Linked DNA regions of Pan troglodytes: region 1 is linked to region 2. Evidence: chromatin contacts called from public Hi-C data. All regions are on one chromosome and are shown on one strand. Each heading gives the region's core, a stretch centred on a gene start, on an enhancer-like site or on the middle of the called end of the contact. The rest is flanking DNA. Distances are from core to core; before and after follow the strand shown. Region 1 holds the start of AXIN2 (axin 2). Region 2 has its middle 110 kb from the start of RGS9.

Region 1 (2,700 bases), core at 59-2,558, 320 kb after region 2:
GAAAAGGGGAGGGGGAAGAGAAGTAGGAGGAGAGGATGGGGCGGAGGAGAGGCGGGGGGCGGGGGAGGGCAAGCGGGGGGCGCCGCTACCCTTTCATCCCACCTCCCAAAGGCACTCCCGCGCGCACTCACACGCCGACTCACATCCATAACCGCGACAGCGACGCGACCCCCGGGGGGTATCTGCCCCCTCTCCGCCCCCGCCACTGCCGCCACTCGGATAAGTCTCCTCTCCGGGCCCCCCGCCAACCCGGTCCCCGCGCTGGGGAGGGGGCTCCGGCGCAGGGCGCGCAGGGCTGCCCGGCCAAGCCCCCCCGGAACGCTGGGCGCCGGGTCCGCCGCTCCCCTCCGCGCCGGCCCCTAGCGCGCCCCGAAATAGCCGGCCTGCCAACTTCAAAGGGCCGCCCCGCACATCAAAGCGCGCGGTCCGCCCGGCCGCCTCGGCCTCGGCACTCACCATTGATCCCCGCGCGCGCTCCGCGGCGAGACCTCGCAGGCGCCCCTGGCAGGGGCCCGGCCCCGGCCCCCGGCTCGGCTCGCGGCGGCAGCCCCGGGCCCCCCCGGGCCGGCCGCGGCGTCGGGGAACATGGGGAGTCGCGCGGCGGGGGAGGGGGTGCGGGAAACAACAATCCCGGGTTCAGAGCGAAAGCCACCGGCCGGGGAGGGGAACGGCGCGCCCCGCCGCCCCTTTTATGCAAAAGATCCGAGCGGGCCTCCGCCCCCGCCGCGGCCGCCCCCGGCCCCTGCGCCCCCGCCCGGCCCGGCTTTCAACACAGGTCCTGTTTCCAGCAGTCACTCGGCGCACCAAATGTCCTCCGGGCGCTTCCAACAAAAACTGCGCTGTGGATTTAACTGTGCACTTCAAAGGCGCGAGCCGAGCGCACGGTCCTGAAAGGGAGGTACGCGCCGGCCGCGCCCCGGGCCGCCCCCCGCAGCCCCGCCACCGCTCCGCAGGGCCGCCCCGCCCGCGCCCCTCTCCAGGCCCGGCCTCCGCCTGGCCGGGCCCCCTCCCGCCCCCCGCGCCCACGCCGCGGCTTGGCGCGACCTCGCCCCCTGTAACAGGGGGACTTTCTTTGAAGCGGCTCCGCTGGGGCCGAGCTTCCACCCCCACCTTTTACAGCAGGGCCTTCGGCGGGCGCCTCGGCCGCCGGGCGGCCCCGAAATCCATCGCTCTGAGGGGTTATTTTTATTTCCCGGCTCTCGGGCTGTTACTGAGTTGCCAGGACCTTATCAAAGCGCAGCCGGCTCCAGCCGACTCCCCCGGGCCAGGCTCGCGGAGCCAGTGATCCCGCCGCGCCAATCACAGCCGCGCTCGGCCGGCCCGCGCCGCCCGCCTTAAAGGGACAGCGCCCCGCGCCCGCCCCGCCCCGGCCCGCCCCCGCCGCACGCTCCGCTCCCGCGTTAACCCTTCCCCGGCCTCTCCTCCGCCCCCTGCCAGCCCCCCGCGGCCCCGAGGGCGTTCTCAGCCCGAGTTCTGATTTCTTCTTTCAAGTTCTCCGGCCTCTTTGCTCCCGCCTCCTCCCCCTGCCTGACCTCGCTCTCCCCGGCTCTGGAATGCAACAGTTTCTGGTAGCATTATGGCCATCAGAAGAACTGCAAGCAAGCAGATTTTTTTTTTCTATCATCAAACGCTTTTCTGCCTCTATTCAAGTTTCCCTGGGAATTTGGGCTTGGAGGACTTTATAAAGGGAGTTCCGGCCCTGGGGTTGGCTGGCCCGCTGTCATAGGGCGGAATCGGGCCCAGCCGCTGGAGGCGTGTGCATGCCTGTGCGCGCTTGTGCACGTGCATCTGAGTTCGGGTAAATATAGGACTGCAGTTGGTGGATGAATTGCGTTTGTGCATGTGTGAAAGTGGGGTGTGAATCCGCCAGTACCGCCAGTATAGGCCTGAGTGCTAACACCAGTTAGGAGGCATACCTCAGTGCCCTGAAGACCTAGGTCCAGCTTCCTAACCTGCTGGCCATAAGACCCTCATAGCGGCACACATTGGCCATCTCTCCCCAACAACTGCATACCCGTTACTCTTCCAAAGTCCCCTCTTCTGCCATATGTTACATATTAAACCGATAGGAATATCTTTTTTCCCACTCCAAACGACAAGGCATGCATGCCGTTTTAATGTATCGAAAACTCCTCACCCCATTGTCACCTTTGAATTTCTCCCACATTTGCCCAAAAACGTTTATAAGGCACACACAACCTTCTCTTCTCCGTTAAAATGAGAAAATATGTCACAAACCCAGAGCATTATGTATTTATTCTGCTGCTGCTATAGAATGATTCCTTATGTTATGAGCGAATAATTAACTTTTCTTCCTTTTAAAAAACAAAGGGTCGGGGACGGTGGCTCACGCCTGTAATCGCAGCATTTTGGGAGGCCCATGCTGGAGGATCATCTGAGGTCAGGAGTTCGAGACCAGCCTGCCCAACATGGCGAAACCCCGTCTCTACTAAAAATACAAAAATCAGCCGGGTGTGGTGGCACGTGCCTGTAGTCCCAGCTACTCGGGAGGCTGAGGCAGGAGAATCGCTTGAACCTAGGAGACGGGGGTGGGGGGGTTGCAGTGAGCCAAGATGGCACCACTGCACGCCAGGCTGGGTGACAAAGCGAGACTCCCTCAAAAAACACACACACACACACACATAAAGGTGTGAACCAAAGAGATCCAAGAAGTGAAAGGCAGAGTCCTGGCCTCAGGGC
Region 2 (2,700 bases), core at 12-2,511:
TGTTAGGGGCTCTGGTCCTCCTGCAAACTCCTAACCCTGGGAGGACAGAGATGATAAGGATGACCAGAGAGACTGCGGGGCATGAGCCTCCCTGCCTGTCCTCTGGTGTATCCTAGCCTGTGCCAGATGATTCAGCCTCAGTGGGGCTTTTGGTGCTTGTCTTGTGCCACCAGCATCAGTGGTCCCAGTGTAAAGCTTAACAGGAAATCAGAGAATCTGTTACATTTCACTTTGTATCTTTTTTTTTTTTGAAACTGGATCTCATTGGTTGCCCAGGCTGGAGTGCAGCGGTGTGATCAGGGTTCACTGCACTTAAACTCCTGGGCTCAGGTGATCCTTCCACCTCGGTCTCCAGTGTAGCTGAGAATATAGGCATGCACCACTATGCCACGCTAATTTTTTTTTTTTTTGGTAGAGACAGGATTTTTCCATGTTGCCCAGGCTGGTCTCAAACTCCTAGGCTCAAGCGATCTGACTGCCTTGGCCTCCCAAAAGTACTAGGATTACAGGTGTGAGCCACTGCACCAAGCCTGTATTATTTTATTTATTTATTTGTTTGTTTGTTTGTTTTTTGAGATGAAGTCTTACTCTGTCGCCCAGGCTGGAGTGCAGTGGCCCGATCTTGGCTCACTGCAAACTCCACCTCCCAGGTTCAAGCAATTCTCCTGCCTCAGCCTCCTGAGTACCTAGGATTACAGGTGCATGCCACCACACCTGGCTAATTTTTATATTTTTAGTAGAGACAGGGTTTCACCATGTTGGCCAGGCTGGTCTCGAACTCCTGACCTCAGTGATCCACCTGTCTCAGCCTGTCAAATTGCAGGGATTACAGGCATGAGCCACCACACCCACCCTGTATTATTTTAATATGTGATTTATCTTTCTGAAAGTTTGTGAAGTCATTGGGATTGGGGACTATGCAGTCCTCTTTGCATCCCTAGACATAGAAGAGCCTGTTCCTGGAAGGGACGGAAGTGGGAAACTGTTTTAGCCTCCTTGTTGGGGTTCTGCCCTTGAGGTTGCTGGTGCCCTCATGTCTTCCCCAGTAACACATTCTGTCCTGGAAACATAAGTGTGACATCCCACTCCCCTATGGAGTCAGGCTTCAGGATGTCAGTTACCAGGGCAGGTTGGCCTGACCCCAGAAAGTGACTCAGATTCCCCAGGCACACCCTTGTCCCTTGTTGTGGGAAGTCTCACCCCGGAGAGGCTGACTCCAGGGTTGTTGAAATAGAGCAGGCAGGTTCTGCCGATGAATGCTTAAAATTCATGTTGCCATGGTAGCATGGCATTAGGCCACCGGTGATCCTGCTGCACAAAGCTTTGATCTCAGAGAAGGCAGAGTTTCTTTTGCTCTCTAGCTGGTTCTAAGGGGACTGCCTTGGGACCAAGCTTTGGCTTTGCTCCTGGGCCTGGGGATTGTCCTAGAAGCAGAGAGCTGGGGACAGCAAGACAGAGAACAAGGCCCTCAGAAGTCAACTAAGCCCCGAGACTGTGATTCCAGTCGGAGGGAGTTGGCTGGAAACCCTAAGGGCAAGAGATCTGGGTCTGAAGAGAGAAGAGTCAGATAGATCTGTAATGAGGGGATGTGTATGCACTGCTTGACTTGAGAGAAAAGTGCAAATGAGATGGTCTGTGTGTGTTTTTAGTAGCAGAGCTAAGAAGAGGGTGGCTTATAAATGGGCTGGCTCAGCATGTCTCAGCATCGTTTGTAACTTACGCATTCATTCAACACCCATTGATTGAGGATATACTATGTTGGTGGTGCCGGAGGATGTGAATGGCTCACATGGCTTCAGTCCTTGAGGACTTTCCCAGCTGTCAGGGCATGAAAATGCACTAAAATAATACAAAGCAGGCTGGACATGGTGGTTCACACCTATAATCCCAGCACTTTGGGAGGCCAAGGTGGGAGGATCATCTGAGGTCAGGGGTTTGAGACCAGCCTGGCCAACATGGTGAAACCCTGTCTCTACTAAAACTACAAAAATTAGCCAGGTGTGGTGGCATGCACCTGTAGTCCCAGCTACTCGGGAGGCTGAGTCAGGAGAATCGCTCGAACCTGAGAGGTGGAGGTTACAGTGAGCTGAGATGGTACCACTGCACTCCAGCCTGGGTGACAGAGGGAGACTGTCTCAAAAAAGTAAAAAAATGATAAAAATAAAAAATAAAAAATAAAATAATGCAAAGCAGAATGTGATCAATTGTCTGGAGATGATGACATTTCAGAGGGAAAGAATCACCCCACCGGTGCAATCAGGGTGTCCTTAGATGAATTTGGGTTGGACCTCAAATGACAGAGAGAGAAACAGGAAGCATCTAGTTGGAGGGCAGGGCAAGAACAACAGTGTGGCGAGGGGATGGGGGCGAATGTGAGAACCACAAGGAGTTTGGTTCATTAAAAGGATGGAAGGAGATAATATTGTAAAGGTAGGTTGATCCCAGAGCTGAACTGAGTTTAGACTTAATTTGACAGGCCTTGGGGAGCCACAGGAGGATTTTGGGCCTGGCAGTGGCTGATTGGAGCTGCACTTTGAAAAAATGAATCTGGGTGCAGCTGTAGGATGGACTGAGAAGTAAAGCGGCTATAAGTTTTTGAAATCTCCATGGGGCTGAAGAGGTAAGGAGACTGTGTTAGGGTGACATGATGGCTCTGGGATGGAAAACGAAAGAACAGCCTGATAGGGATGAACAGGACCT

The links. A called contact is a pair of places that touch in the nucleus more often than the background predicts.
Region 1: a Hi-C map of stem cell-derived neural progenitor cells shows a contact between it and region 2, with 2.9 times the contacts expected there. The contact joins the promoter of AXIN2 here to the enhancer-like site in region 2. A contact is called at or near these places in 2 of 7 Hi-C or Micro-C datasets (induced pluripotent stem cells and stem cell-derived neural progenitor cells) and 1 of 1 datasets of contacts at active chromatin or transcription factors (stem cell-derived excitatory neurons).

The regions. Positions count from the first base shown.
Region 1 is chr19:78,548,983-78,551,682 of NHGRI_mPanTro3-v2.0_pri, forward strand. AXIN2 (axin 2) reads right to left here and starts at 1,309. Exons shown (of 10, transcript XM_054670595.1): 1 at 1,111-1,309.
Region 2 is chr19:78,232,165-78,234,864 of NHGRI_mPanTro3-v2.0_pri, forward strand. No RefSeq gene overlaps it. Among named protein-coding and RNA genes, the nearest start is that of RGS9, 110 kb to the left of the region's middle. Within about 2 kb of position 1,262, at least 8 of the 24 cell types and tissues checked have an H3K27ac peak or open chromatin away from gene starts, as enhancers often do. A contact at or near this core is called in stem cell-derived neural progenitor cells, where this site is marked.